Linked DNA regions of Mus musculus: all the other regions are linked to region 1. Evidence: chromatin contacts called from public HiCAR-type, Micro-C and promoter capture Hi-C data. All regions are on one chromosome and are shown on one strand. Each heading gives the region's core, a stretch centred on a gene start, on an enhancer-like site or on the middle of the called end of the contact. The rest is flanking DNA. Distances are from core to core; before and after follow the strand shown.

Region 1 (2,700 bases), core at 200-2,699:
GCTGCCAGCTCTTGACTTTCAGGTTCCTCTTCTTCTGAAGATTGTCTTAACTGAGTTCTTTATGGTATATTTCTACCAAACTCTGACCTGGCTTATTTTGATCGTATGTAGCATAACACTTCACATAAGCTTATATTGGCAGAAGATTCTTGTGGTGGTTTGAATAGGAATGGCCTCCTAGCCTCATGTGTTTGATTGCTTGGCCCATAGGGAGTGGCAGTATTAGGAGGAAATATGACACTATGGGGTGGGCATTGGGTCTCCTATGCTCAAGCTAGGTCCCTCCTGGGGCACAGTCCCTTTCTGCTGCCTGCGGACCAAGATGTAGAACTCGCAGCTCCTTCTCTAGCACTGTCTGCCTGCATACCTCCAAGCTTCCTGCCATGATGATAATAGACTGAACCTCTGAACTGTAAACCAGCTCCAATGAAATGTTTTCCTTTATAAGAGTTGCCATGATCATGGTGTCTCTTTACAGCAATAGAAACCCTAATTAAGACAATTCTGAAATGTAATAGTCTCAGATAATAATCAAATAAAGTCCACCTGCTGTAAAAACAAAAGCAAAACAAAAAACAAAACAACCAACCAACCCAAATCAACCAAAACCTGTTATTGTTCCAATGAGAAGCTAAAGGGAGATGGCAGTCTGGAGTCTGCAGCCCTAGGGTCTGATTAACTGCCTGAAGGTTACATTGTGTGTTAAGGTGGACTAAGGCATGGGGTCATAGAAAGGTAGGGCTGCCAAAGTGAAGGCTGCACAAGGATGCTTGGAGAAATCAGGGGATACTAGAACACATTTTCTTTTTTAATGAGAATTTACTAGTTACTGTTTTGATCTGACAGATTTTTGAGACCAACAATGTCTCTGTTCTCATTGAGTTTAATAGAGGTGCAAGAAGCAAGCATAAACACACACATCACACTCACATGTATTTGTGGAGTGGAAACAAGCGTGCTATTTATAAAACCGAAGCAGAGCAAAAGAACAGGGTTTGAGGGTGGCTGCTATTTGAGGAGACCCTAAAGAAGCCAAAAGCGCAAAGCACGCGTGGCCGTTCTTTTTCTAATTTTCCAAGCTGTAGGGAGCAAGGTGCGCCCCCGAAGCTCCGCCTCTCTCTCCCGATAGGCCGCAAGGTGCCATCTCCAGAGTTTCCCCGCCCACCACCCCGCCCAGAGGTGGGGCTTCGAGCCCGCGCTCAGAGAGCGCCGAGCCGAAAGCGCGCGCACAGCCCTCCCGGCATGCTTCTCGTCCTCTCACGGCGTGGCTCAGACCCGCGCCTGGCATGCTGGGAACTGTAGTTTCCGCCCTCCGCCCCGCTTCAGCGGTGGCGGTAAAAGCGACTAGGTCGGGCTCCATTTCTAGCACATGACTAGCGGCTGTGGGGAGGCCCTACGAAGGGGTGAGGGCAGGGTCACCGCGACAGCCGGCAGGCCAGCGCCCTGGCCTTCTCCGGCGCGCGCCTCTCCTCAGCGCCGCCCCCGCGCCGCGGCCACCTCGCGCTCCAGGCGTCACGGAGCGCGCGCTCCTCCCCCTTCGTCCCCTCCCGCTCGACTCGCCGCCGCCGCCGCAGGAGCAGACGCCTCCGGAGCCGCGCGCAGCCATGGCCGAGAACCCCGGCTTGGAGAACCACCGCATCAAGAGCTTCAAGAACAAGGGCCGCGATGTGGAGGCGAGTGTGCTCCGGGGCCGGCCGGGCCGGGCGGCTGGGAGGGGAGGGGCGGGGGCCGCGGCCGCTGGCTCTCGCCGGCTGGCGGTCAGTCGGAGTTGGCCGCCGCCTCGGGGCGCCGCGGCCCGGGCAGCAGCCGCCCTCTGAGCGACTAGCGCGGCACCTGGGACCACTGAGCGCTCGGCCCCGCTGCGCGGGCGCGGCCTGGCGTCGGAGGGGAAGGGATGTGGAGCCGAGGCGGGGTCCGCGGGCCGCGCGGGAGGACGGACCGGGATGCTGCCGGCCCGCGTGCCACCCGCACCGCCGGGGCCGGGCCGCGCCGCCGCTCGTGTCCGCAGCCGGTGCAGCCTCCCGCGCTGCCGCACATGGAGCCTCGGTCCCCGCGCTTACCTTGTGCGAGCCGGGCCCAGGCGGGCGGTGGCAGCCCTCAGAGGGGGGTGGGGACCAGCCGGGTAACTGACTTGTTTGAGGGTGGTGGATGGGGGAGGGTAGGATGCGCCAAGACCATTTTCTTATATTCCAGTGCGGTCCTTTGGACCAGTCTTCCCGAGCTGTTGCAGCTCATACCCCTGTGACTGCTGGCATTTAGAGCGAGCTAAAGGTGGACAATAGTTTACCATCTATTGTGTTGAAGCTTTGGGAAGGAGGTTGTGCAGACCTCTGATCTTGGGTTTTTTTTTTTGTTTGTTTGTTGTGTTTTGTTTTTTGTTTTTTTAAAGCTCGTCTTGGAGTCGAAGTGTGAATAATAGGAAAATAATTTCTTTCACCTGTTTTGCAGAAATAAATTGGATACATAAGATTCCTACGTCCTTGTATATACCACATGCCACCAAGCTAGTAGATTTTCCAAGTGGTTGCAAAACTGTAAACATTCATTGTGGTCACTCAGTTTGCTGCTACTCAGCATGTTGCCATTGTCTCATTAAGGTGACATTAGCAGCTACTATTTGCAAACTCTGCTTATTGAGGTAGCGCTAGAGGTCTCACTGCTCCTACTAAAACCAATGAAGTGTAATAGCACAAACTTCAC
Region 2 (2,700 bases), core at 42-2,541, 660 kb after region 1:
GTTTAAAATACAGGTGAAATCAGTTCTATTTCATCCACCCAAAACCAAGCTTATCTTTCTGCTAAAAGGCACTTCCAACACCAACTCCACTAATACCAGCATCATCGACCTTTATGGGTTTTGGAGGAAAATTTATATAATAAGAAAGAACTTTCAAATAGACAAAGTTAAACACAGAGATATGCCATGAAGTACAATGAAGCTATATCCCAGACTTGTCTTTAGAAAGCTGCCCAACAGTGAAAAGATAAAAAAATAAAAAAACACTTTTAGAACCCACCTGGGGGTTCATATATCAGATGTTTATAATTCATAACAGTAGCACAATTAGTTGTGAAATAGCAACAAAATAATCTTATGGTTTGAGGTCACCGCATCGGGAGGAACTGTATTAAAGAGTCACAGCATTAGAAGGGTTGAAAAATCATTGTTTTAGGACAAAAATCTTTCCTCAGTCTTCCTGCCTTTTCCTCATTCATTATCAAGTGTCCAACACCACCAAGGGCAGAGTAGAAATAGCCAAGCAATTCTGATGACTTCGTAGGCTATGCAATAAACTACAAAGCACGACAGGAAATCTGATTTTTCTCAGTAGGGTTCTGTAGGTGCTTTCTGTTTTACCGCCGGTTCTTAAGCAACTCAGGCTAGTCTCAAAGTCAGTTCGGAGCCCAAAGGACTGTCTTTTGTACCCTCTTGCCTCTACCTATCAAGACTGTCTTACAAGAGCCACTATGCCTAGTTTAACAGGTTGTTTCAGAGCAGCCTGAAGTGGACAATTAAGGTGTGATGGAGTTTTCAAAGCAAGAGTGTCGTTACAAAGCCAAGGGCAAATGTGAACTCTGAAGCCAGAAGGAAAAGAATGGAGCTTGAGTAGAGGAAAGGCTGAGTTGCCGCTGGGTCAGCCGCTCCGGGGTGCGCTTATCCCGGCACAGTCCCTTTTCAGCCAGACGCGGAGCCCGCGCTGCCCAGACCCACGGCACGCTCACCCGGCGCTCCCCCAACAGGTTCCATAGGTGGCTCTGGGGCTTGACGTTGAAGGCGGCGCCCACCGGGGACCAGCTAGTACTGACGTCCCGGGCGCAGCTCCGGCCTGTGCGTCCCTGCAGAGCCGCCGCGGCTCCCCGGCCGCACAGCCGGCGGGCGTACCGTGCCCCGGCCGCCAGCAGCATCCTCCGGACCCCGGCTCTGCCAGGCTCGGGAAGCGCGCGCCCCGCGTTTCCAAGGCAGCAGCCCACGCCGCGGAACTCGCAGGGCAGACCCGGACTTGAGCACGCTAACAATCGTTAGGAAGAGCGTCGCCCTCCACGCCTTCTGAGCAGCTCCAGTTTCGTAGCGCCCTCGTGTGTCTGGAGGAAGAAACGTCCTGGATTTGAGTTTGACAGTGGTACTAGGGCACAGGGAGAAGGAAGTCGGGTCAGGCATTGGAACTTTTTACAGGTGCCAGGAATGAATGTGAGAACTCAAGATGCTTTCTTGATGCTTTCTTGATTCTCAGAGGAGACTCAATGGCGGCGCGTGAAAGGATCCAGAAGAAACCACAAGCAGTCGAAATCCAAGGCACCTGTCTTCTCCAAAAGTTGTTGAAGTCACTTCCATGTCTGCATGCCCACCAGCTATGGTTGTGTATAGCCATGTGAATTAACTATTGGAGAATTATCATCTATTTTGACTTTGGAAACTATTGATACGGTCTAAGGGTTTTGGAATGATATAGTCTAGGAGTCTTGGTCAGGTTTGTTGTTTCTGCCAGCCGAAGAATTAAAAGGCAGGAAAAATCTGAAGACCAGCATGGAGCAGCAGAGAAATCTTAAGCATCGTGGACAGAATTAGGAGTAGAAGGAAGGTGAGTGAGGTGTGTGTTTCCTGCAACAGGCACACAGAAAAAGACTCTCTGCAAAGGGGACTCAGAAAGCTGGAGAGAGAGAAAAAGAGGGAGAGAGAGAGAGAGAGACTCCTCTCAGGGGCTGGGTTTATTATTATTATTATTATTATTATTATTATTATTATTATTTTAAGCCTCTGCAGAGCCTTCTGCTCCTAATTTAGGGCTGGAGAGTTTGAAGAAATCTAGGGTGGTTGGTTGGCCCAGAACTGTTGTGTGACATGTCCTGACCCAGTCTTGACTTCATTGAGCAGGTCCATCAGCAATGGGGTCTGGTGGTGGGAGAGGAAAACGGTAGGTTGAGGAAGAAGCTGGGCATCTTGGAGATTCACCACCATCATCACCTAGCCATGGTCCCCCCCCCCCTTTCTCTCTGCCTGCCCACCAGGGAGTCGATCTAACTCCCAGTGTCTCATCACGATAGTCTAAAATCTAAATCAGTACAGACAGGACTAATGTGAAATGTCCTACTGCGAAAATGAAAGGAAGGCAGAGGCTGGGAGGGAGGGCATTGGGAAATTGTGGTCGAGTGCCCGGGAAAGTAGAAATGACAGTGCAGACTTGGGAAAGCTTGGGGAAGTCTTTCTACACCCCTAGCCTTCTCCAGAGGAAGGACAGCCACACCACCGTGGTTCAGGGTGTAGGGTCCTGCCGGAAGCAGAGCTTTCTTTTGAAGGTGCAGTCATCTCTCCTGCAGAAGGTGACGTGAGGGGTGGCAGTCATATCTGCTTTATAGACCTTGGTAGGGGAGAAATGAACATTTTGAAGGTTTTGTGTGTGTTTGACTGGTTTGCAGACAGGCTCTCACTCCGTGTTCC
Region 3 (2,700 bases), core at 71-2,570, 950 kb before region 1:
AATATGCTACTTCATTGAACATTATATTTAGAACTGTCAGAATTGTGCGACAGGTACCATAGTCCAGGCCAAAAACAAGGACAATTTTTGTTCCACATTTATTTTGATTTAAATAATCATTTCCAGCTGTAAAAGAAAGACAATCCTGTGATAGGTACCACCCTGCAGCTGACATTTATTCTATTAAACACTGCTACAGACAATCTCCTGGTATTCGGAAGTGTTTGTTACTTTTCTATTGCTATGTTACTTATGCTACTTCTGTTACTTCTATGAGGCAACTCATAGAAGGAAGGTTTTATTTGTGCTTACAGTTCCAGAGAGCTCAGAGTCCATCACAGTGGGGAAGGTTGACCATTCTCATCCAAACCACCACACTTGGGAAGTTTGGCGAGCTGCTAAAGTGCTTGCTCACAGGGCCTCTAAAACCTCAAAATGCACCTTCACTTGTTCTGGAATCTTCTGTGAATTGAGGCCCTTGGACCCAAGTTAGATGTATTAACTCCTACTGGATCGATTAGCTCATAGAACATCTATGCCCTGGCACACACCATCTGGTGGTCTGTCTCATGGCCAGCAGCAGACCTGGGCTGCCACTCAAATACGAGGCTTGCTCATGAGCAGTGAACACTTGGCTTGGTGGTGACTGTCGGTAGAGCCCTTTTCAGAGTAGAGCATTCCAGGGAACTGCCCTCTACAACTACAGCTTTGCAGGCTCAGTTTACCCCATAACCCTGCCTTGCTCCTGCCCCTCCCCCTCCCTTGCCTCTGCCCCACCTAGCTTCTTCCATTTCAGGGCACCTGGCCCAGGCACGGTCTATCCAGATGGTGGCAGATGGCTGGTCCTCAGACCAATGACTGGCAGACTCATTGGCGTCTAGCCATGGAGGGAGGCGACAGTTTCTAAATAAGTTGAGAAGAGGCCACTGCTTTCTTTACCTTGGGAGCACAGACCTCAAGCCCAAGCTTGTAAAAGCCAGGACCCCAAGGTCCTGAATACCATGGCAATCCTGGATGCTGGAGGCAATGCTTCTGGGCGCTGAGGAGGAGGGGTGTCTACAGCTTTCTCTTTCAGTGGCTCTCTTCTTCCTTAGCTGATGCTTCCCGACACTTCCCTCAGTCTTGGTATCTTAGCCCTCTCCTAGGCTAAGACTTTTTCATTCATCACAGATGCCTGGCTTCCCCGCCCCCCCACCCCCCAATCCCTTCTTAGTCTTTCTTTCACTTTCAAGTTTTCATTGGCTCACAGTTGTGTGAGAAAGAAAGAGTGAGTGATTCACTGGGTTGCCTGGCTGAGGGGTGAGATCACTGCTGCCCCTGCAGAGAGTGGGTGCTGTGTGCTAGCCTGGAGACTGAAGAAAGCAAGCGGAGGACCGCTCTCCCCAGAAGACCATCTGGCTGAGACAGCCGAATGCTAATCTGTAGCTTTCATTTCCTTTATTCCTCTTGGTTTGTTCTCTTCATCTGCAGCTGTACATTCAGACCCAGCCCCTGTGAAGGCAAGCGCTCATTTGGGGAGCATGTTTATTTGCCCCCCCACCCCCCATGCTTCTTCTAGGTGTCGGGAAGCCATTGTTATCAATGGTGGGTTCTATGTGGCTTTAATGTCAGTGCTGCACTTTCAGATGGAAATCAGGCAATTATGTGCCACATAGAGAAACCTGACAGATGCAGAGGTTTTACACAGCTGGCCCTGTCTGTGGGACAAAGGCACCTGGTGCTCCCCCGAGGGATCATTACATAAGTAGAATATGTTTTGAGAGCACAGAAAAACTCAAGAATAATTAACTGTGGGGTGAGCATTCATAGACTCTGGGGCTGTGTTAACTTCAAAATGTGATAATGATATGTCAACCAACTGGCTGAATCATTCTTTAAAGGTGGCTTGAGAGACTCTGTCTCCCAAAGAGAAACTGCTCTGAGTTTCTGCATGGTGCAGTCCGAAAATTTTCAGAGGATTCTGAATTCTTTCCCCTCAGGGGTTCAACTTGATGTGAGGTGAGGAGGAAATGACAGCAGTTCCATGTCTGCATTCAGTGGGGTCTAATGATGGCACTCTCTTAGATCTTAGTGGCCTATCTAAGCCATCAGCATCTACCCAGGAACTTGGGTTCACATATATAGCAGGACCATTGTGGTACCCAGCTGAAGTCCTTTGAGCATTACACAGGTATGGTTTTTAGCCACACTGCGCAGACAGGAAACTGAGGTACAGACCTAGGACTTGGCCTTCAGACCCACCCTACCCCAACTCTGATCTTAGCTCTCAGCCATTGGCTAGAGCCGTCTCTGTGTTGGAAGCAGAGACTGTACTCCTGACACAGCAGCTCCAGTCAGATATGTGCTGTCAAGAACAGAACAGGAGAGACCTAAAGAAAAGTTACAGTGTGATTTTTCACTGGAGACGTCCAGCTATTAAAAGAGACTGAAACATGAAGTCCCAGCTTTAAGTGTTCCAGCATACATTTATAGTTTACCACAGGCTACGGTGTCCCCAGGTCTAGTCAGGGCTCCTGTTGGCTGTGGAGCAAATACTTAGAGGTTTTTTGACCCTTTGACTCCAGCAGACCCTGGAGTCTCCCCCAGATCCCTGAGCTGTGGTTTTAGATTATGCACAGCTGTGGCAGTTTAGAACAGAAAAATATAGGGGATTCTGTAACTCTCAGAAAAAATGATTCTAAAAATACAATATTTGTATTT
Region 4 (2,700 bases), core at 118-2,617, 630 kb after region 1:
TGGGCAGCCCTATGTTATCACATGGTTGAACATTTGTGACATAGAAATACAGACCACCGACCACACATGATTTAACATCCATGACACAGGAATGTAGTCCACTCCACTGAGTACCTGTGACCCCCCCTGCCCCCCGAGCACTCACTAATGAAATCCTTCTAGAGAGTTTCCCCAGTTCCCTCTAAGAAGGCCTATGTGCCTTTATCTGGAGTCGCCATTTCAAAGAATGGTTGACCTCCGTATGCTGGTTGCTTCTACAGAATAAACACTCTTTTGCATACTATCTGAATGGGCAGGGAGGAGTCCTTACCACTGCTGGTGCTGTAAACTGGTGTGACTCTAGACATCAGCAGTGGAGGGACCTCAAAACCTAAGAGAACCACCAGTAGGCCCAGCACACCTGTCTTGTGTGCTATCCAGCATAGTCAGTGAGCGTTCCACAGCAATTATAGCCAAATTACAGGAACCGTCTAGATGCCAATCAATAGATGAAATAATAAAGAAATAAGAGAGAAAGAAATACAGACAGACAGACAGACAGACAGAGAAAACTCAGGCATAAAGAATTAACTTATGTCATCTTCAGGAAACTGGATGGAACTGGAGATAAGTCATTTAAAATTTTAACTTCTTCTTTGAGAATTTAACACATATAAACAATGTATTTTGATCAGAGCCAACTCCACTCCCCACTCTGACTTCTCCTAGGTACCCCCAGCCCCAAGAATGTCCTCAAATCGTGTTATTAAGCAAAGTAACTGTAGACATACATGAACACAGAAAGGAGGATTATCTGAAAAGAGTTAGGGAGCTCACAGTAAGGGGGAGGGGCACAGGAGAGGGTAACAGGAAATGAAGAGGGTCAAAGTTCATGACATTTAAACAAAACAAGCCTCTGAAACTATCACCTTAAATAATATACACCGATAAAGACATAAATGATATCAGCAAGGTTTAGAAAAATGGTTCTCCAAAAAGCCAAGTTTCCCTGGGTCACTGCTCTTCATTTACAGACAGCTGTAAATAACCTACCCAGGATCTACATCAAGCATAACTAAACAAGGTCTTCCGATCGGCCTCCAGTGCTCATTGCAGTTCTTCCACCACAGTCAGCAGCAGTGGGGACCCATGAGGTCAAACAGCAGAGCCCCTCGGTTCCCATGGAAGTAACCCATGCTGCCTTCTGCCCTCAGAGCCCGAGCAATGCTTTTATGTGTGTTCCAGTCAGCCACAAACACAGCCTTTATATTTTCCAGATGATCCTCTCTACGGGTTTAATTTCCTGCCCTCTCTTTAAGCTATCTCCTTTCTGACTCAAACGAGAGGCTACACAGAGAGTGGGGCTGACCTACACCGCAACCAGCTCCCTGCCCTGTCATCTTCACGGTCTCACACTCACTCTCCCGGGTGCCAAGTTAACCGCGTCAGACTCTGAAAAGGAGACAAGAGCCTGCATCCGAAGCTCAAAGCTCTCCCACATCTCAGCTACCACAGACAACAGTTCCAAATAAACTTCCCCATATGCGTTTGATTTCCACACCGTCATGTTTTACTCAGTCACCCATATTTTTTCCTGGTGATATGTGAAGAGTCTGGAAACAGTATATTAAAAAGACTGATGGAGGAGATGACATAGTTAGTAAAGTGCTTGCCATGTGGGTATGAGGACCTGAGTCCCAGCCTCCACATCACACAGGAAACACACACACACACACACACACACACACACACACACAGAGAGAGAGAGAGAGAGAAAGAGAGAGAGAGAGAGAGAGAGAGAGAGAGAGAGAGAGAGAGAGAGATGCAGCAGCACTCGCCTACAACCCCAGCACTGGGAATTGAAGGCATGAGGTTCCTTGGGGATTGCAGGCCCGACAGTCCAGCCCAACTGGGTCTAGGTTCAAGGAAAAGACCACGTCTCAAAAAATAAAGTGGAGAACAACTGAGGAAAACACCAAGCATCTACCTCAGGCCTCCACATACATGTGTGTGTGTGTGTATGTGTGTGTGTGTGTGTGTGTGTTCACAAATATACACCATTGAATGTGAGACTCCCTAAAAATAAACCCGATGCCCGCTCACTACGTGGCTGTCTCTGACTCACCACCAATTGGATGGCCACTGTAAGCGCAGTCCCTCTCCTGCCCTGCTCTGTGAAAGCCCACCATTTCTTCAATGTCATCACTGTCCTGAAACTCACAAGCCATCTAATCAGTTGACAAACAGCCACCTGCTAAATTAATACTGTTGTCTCTACTAATCATTTGGCTGTAAACTTTAATCCTCAAGGACACAGGTCACATCTCCTGTGACTGTGTACAGCAGTTTCTCCCAAAATGTCACCATACCAACCACTTGGCAGGCAGGCACCTGCTTGCCACAGATAGGTTCTGATTTTAGCTGCTGTGAGTCCCATGAACTCTAATAAGCCCAGCAGGGCCAACGGCCAGTCCCCAGTCCTCTCCTCACTGCCCTGCCACTGGATTCAAGTCAGGGTGTCCCTCTGCTCTCCTTAGAAGAACAAACTCCACTTCCTTTTCTTAGCCACTGTTCTACCACTCCTCAGAGCACTCCTGGTTCTTCCTTGCAGCCTGACCTCAAAGCTGCCCCGAGCCAGTTCCTTCTGTTCCTCCTGCACATACCCCTTAGTGACCTCATGCAGTCCCATGCCTTTGAGTAAATATTTCAACTTTACATTTG
Region 5 (2,700 bases), core at 144-2,643, 850 kb before region 1:
AACTTTATGGCAAGATAAATGAATCAGTATTAAGCTGCTTCTCTCCAAAGTCATTTTCTCTGTGGCTTCACAGACTAGCATTTTTACCTGGATATAATTTGCATGTACACGCTTGTTTTGCTTACGAAAACTTCTTTATTGATTCAGATTGGTTTTCAGAGGGGAAGAAAACACTGAGAATCCTAAGAACCACTGCTGGGGAGTCGGGAGGATTACTCAGGGTCAACTCCCCTAGTCAACAAGGGCCCCCATAGCCCTTACTGATCACCTTTCTGTACTGACAAGACCACCCCAGTGGCATTTCCATCCAGAGAGCTTCCAGAACTGACCCCACAAGACACACCCTCCATCTGCCTGCCCCTCTAGTTTCCCCATGAGTCCTCTCTCCTGGCGCTGTGCCCTTGTCTCTGCTGTGCTGCATCACTGGATTCTCCAAGTTTTCCTTGCAAAAAGTAAGCAGAAAAAGATACTGTCTGTGATAGCTCTCCTCACTATTCCCTTCAAATGCCTTCAAAAGCAAGCAAGCAAACAACACAAAACCTACCAAACAAAACAAAACCCACCGATAGCTGCCCTTTAGAAAGATTAAAATCATCCATTCTTTCCCTCTACTTAAAGGAGACAGCCATGTTTGATGTAATTAAAAATAGGTATTTGTGCAGCTCTCCTGAGGTTCCTGCTCCATCAAAGGATTGACTTTGGACCTTGCTACCAGAGGCCTTCCACACAAAACGGTCAAGCTCCTCATCTGAGCAGTGCCAGGCTTGGGTTTCATGACAACTCAACCTTGATGTCATTTCTGCATCTGGGATATCAGTACCCGTAGGGAACTAAGCAACCAGGGCTGAACTTTGGAGATACTTTGGTAGTCCATATATTTTGTTTGGGGATTTGCAAGGCCTTGAAAGCTATTTCAAGGTGTTTCTGAAAATGCTCTCAGGGAAATGAGAAGAGCCCACCACTGTCCTTTGTGAGATTGGTTGGAGCTCTGGGCATGCTTAATGACTTGCTGAGGTTTTAACACTACAGACCCATGGGCCTTCACTGCCTTAAGCCGTTCTTTGCTGGCATCCTTCATGGAGGAAGGGGGCGGGGTATCTGGGGATAGATACATCCGCACAAAGCAGCGTTTCCCCACCAAAGCCCTGAGAGGCGGAAGAACCAGAGCTCAGCATCTGGCTCAGGTTCAAGCGCTCACCGAGCAGGCTCCAGGCAGCTTTGGGTCATTTTGAGCCCATTCTGCCTGGCAGTGAATGCAGGGGCAAGTGCGGGTCACCACCTGCGGGCCGGGGGCGGGGCGGGCCACACACGCTGAGGGAAAAGCATAGAGTTAGAAAAAATGTGACCCCGCGACCCCGAACGCCGCCAGGCTCCTTTGCCTGCGCTCCACCTGCTCGTCAGCGCCCAGCTGCTAGCCGGCTATGGCCAGCCCTGCGCCCTTAGTGGCTTCCATCAGCCACCAAATGGTGGCTCTGCAGACCCTGCAGCTACTACAGCAGGAGTGGGGCTGGGGCGACGGTCCTAGCGCCCCAGGGAGCCCGCGCGGCCCGGACCACGTGCCCATCGCCCAGGCTCGTCGCCCAGGCCAGCTGCGGACCCGGAGGGGGCTGGGACGCGGGAGCATCGGAGCGCGGGGATCCCCCGAGGCAGGCGGGCTGCGGGGCGCAGAGGGGGGCGCCGAGCTGCTGCCTTTCCCCCGGGACCGCGGGCCCTGTACCTTGGCGCGGATGGCGATGCGCAGCGCTCTGGCTCGGGTGGTGGACTCGACCTCGGAGCTGGTCAGCGTAGAGCAGACTCTGCTTGGGCCTCTCCAGCAGGAGCGGCCCTTCCCTGTCCACCTGAAGGTGAGTCTCCCTGCCTTCCTCTCTGGGTTGCAGTGCCTGGATGAAGTGAATTGGGCCACTGGAGTCCAAGCAGGGTGTGGTCAACCTGCTGTGAGCGGAGAAGTGGATGGGGCAAAGGAAGAAGCGCACTGAGGACTGAGCATGTGGGACAGAGAACTTGAGAACTAATTACCTGGGGTCTGCCAAACCGTGGAACTAGACCTGGACCTCTGTGTGTGTGTGTGTGTGTGTGTGTGTGTGTGTGTGTGTGTGAGTGCGCGCGGGGGGGAGGAGGGGGGCTCGGGGGGAGGGGCAGAAGTCTGTGCATCAAGTGTGGTGTGGAGGGGAAAACCTTGTCAAGACCCACCTGTCACAGGAGTCATTTTTCTACCTGTGGAAATCAGCTTCTCCTCCAACCTTACGGTCTTCCTTTAAAGCGTTGAATACATCCCAAGTCCCCGGCTTCATGTATTATGACAACATCGTGTACTTTTAAAGTTGCTTCACACCTGTGAATCACAATTCTTTTGCATGACTCCAGTTCTCCACAGAGCACAGAGACCCAACAGAATCAACTCAAATCCTCATAAAGTGGGCTGGGGGCAGGTGGTCCCAGATGTTGACAACCTTGCTAATAGTACCAGACTCCTGCTGGACCAGCCAGCTTGTATGTATGCGGCAGAACTGGGAAGAGACCTGAGGTAGGTTAGGAGGCTAGGGTTTTGGGGTCCAGTCTTGACCTTGCCATTAACTAATGTAATAATTGACTGTGCTAGTTAGATTTTATTGACTTGATACAGCTAGAGTCATCAAAGAAGAGAAAACTTTAATTTTTAAAAAAATGCTGGCATCAGATTGCCTGTAGACCAGTCTGTGG

The links. Promoter capture Hi-C pulls out the DNA fragments that hold promoters and counts their contacts. A called contact is a pair of places that touch in the nucleus more often than the background predicts. HiCAR-type assays count read pairs that join an accessible place to other places.
Region 2: a contact with region 1 is called in a promoter capture Hi-C map of liver, with 4 times the contacts expected there. The contact joins the promoter of Mipep here to the promoter of Kpna3 in region 1. A contact is called at or near these places in 12 of 39 promoter capture datasets (the 3T3-L1 cell line, 3T3-L1-derived adipocytes, the SN4741 cell line and 7 more), 1 of 484 Hi-C or Micro-C datasets (3T3-L1-derived adipocytes) and 3 of 115 datasets of contacts at active chromatin or transcription factors (astrocytes, bone marrow-derived macrophages and memory CD8 T cells).
Region 3: a HiCAR-type map of astrocytes shows a contact between it and region 1, with 2.8 times the contacts expected there. The contact joins the enhancer-like site here to the promoter of Kpna3 in region 1. A contact is called at or near these places in 5 of 39 promoter capture datasets (cranial neural crest, embryonic stem cells, hippocampal neurons and 2 more) and 1 of 115 datasets of contacts at active chromatin or transcription factors (astrocytes).
Region 4: a Micro-C map of palatal mesenchyme shows a contact between it and region 1, with 2.3 times the contacts expected there. The contact joins the enhancer-like site here to the promoter of Kpna3 in region 1. A contact is called at or near these places in 4 of 39 promoter capture datasets (the 3T3-L1 cell line, 3T3-L1-derived adipocytes and cranial neural crest), 2 of 484 Hi-C or Micro-C datasets (3T3-L1-derived adipocytes and palatal mesenchyme) and 1 of 115 datasets of contacts at active chromatin or transcription factors (astrocytes).
Region 5: a promoter capture Hi-C map of hippocampal neurons shows a contact between it and region 1, with 6 times the contacts expected there. The contact joins the promoter of Dleu7 here to the promoter of Kpna3 in region 1. A contact is called at or near these places in 3 of 39 promoter capture datasets (cranial neural crest, hippocampal neurons and maxillary cranial neural crest), 1 of 115 datasets of contacts at active chromatin or transcription factors (astrocytes) and 1 of 9 other capture datasets (liver).

What each region holds. Positions count from the first base shown.
Region 1 is chr14:61,438,696-61,441,395 of GRCm38.p6, reverse strand. It overlaps Kpna3 (karyopherin (importin) alpha 3), which reads left to right and starts at 1,449. Exons shown (of 17, transcript NM_008466.5): 1 at 1,449-1,673. The coding sequence starts at 1,605.
Region 2 is chr14:60,783,157-60,785,856 of GRCm38.p6, reverse strand. It overlaps Mipep (mitochondrial intermediate peptidase), which reads right to left and starts at 1,291. Exons shown (of 19, transcript NM_027436.3): 1 at 987-1,291. The coding sequence starts at 1,169. Mipepos (a long non-coding RNA gene) reads left to right here and starts at 1,308. Exons shown (of 3, transcript XR_001781278.2): 1 at 1,308-1,384; 2 at 1,496-1,843.
Region 3 is chr14:62,388,256-62,390,955 of GRCm38.p6, reverse strand. The region is part of intron 2 of Gm46457 (a long non-coding RNA gene); the gene reads right to left. It also overlaps a transcript of Gucy1b2 not described here. Among named protein-coding and RNA genes, the nearest start is that of Gm46457, 10 kb to the right of the region's middle. Within about 2 kb of position 1,320, at least 91 of the 459 cell types and tissues checked have an H3K27ac peak or open chromatin away from gene starts, as enhancers often do. A contact at or near this core is called in astrocytes and hippocampal neurons, where this site is marked.
Region 4 is chr14:60,805,723-60,808,422 of GRCm38.p6, reverse strand. All of the region lies in intron 7 of Mipep (mitochondrial intermediate peptidase), which reads right to left. Among named protein-coding and RNA genes, the nearest start is that of Mipep, 23 kb to the right of the region's middle. Within about 2 kb of position 1,367, at least 29 of the 459 cell types and tissues checked have an H3K27ac peak or open chromatin away from gene starts, as enhancers often do. A contact at or near this core is called in palatal mesenchyme, where this site is marked.
Region 5 is chr14:62,291,672-62,294,371 of GRCm38.p6, reverse strand. It overlaps Dleu7 (deleted in lymphocytic leukemia, 7), which reads left to right and starts at 1,393. Exons shown (of 2, transcript NM_173419.2): 1 at 1,393-1,844. The coding sequence starts at 1,422.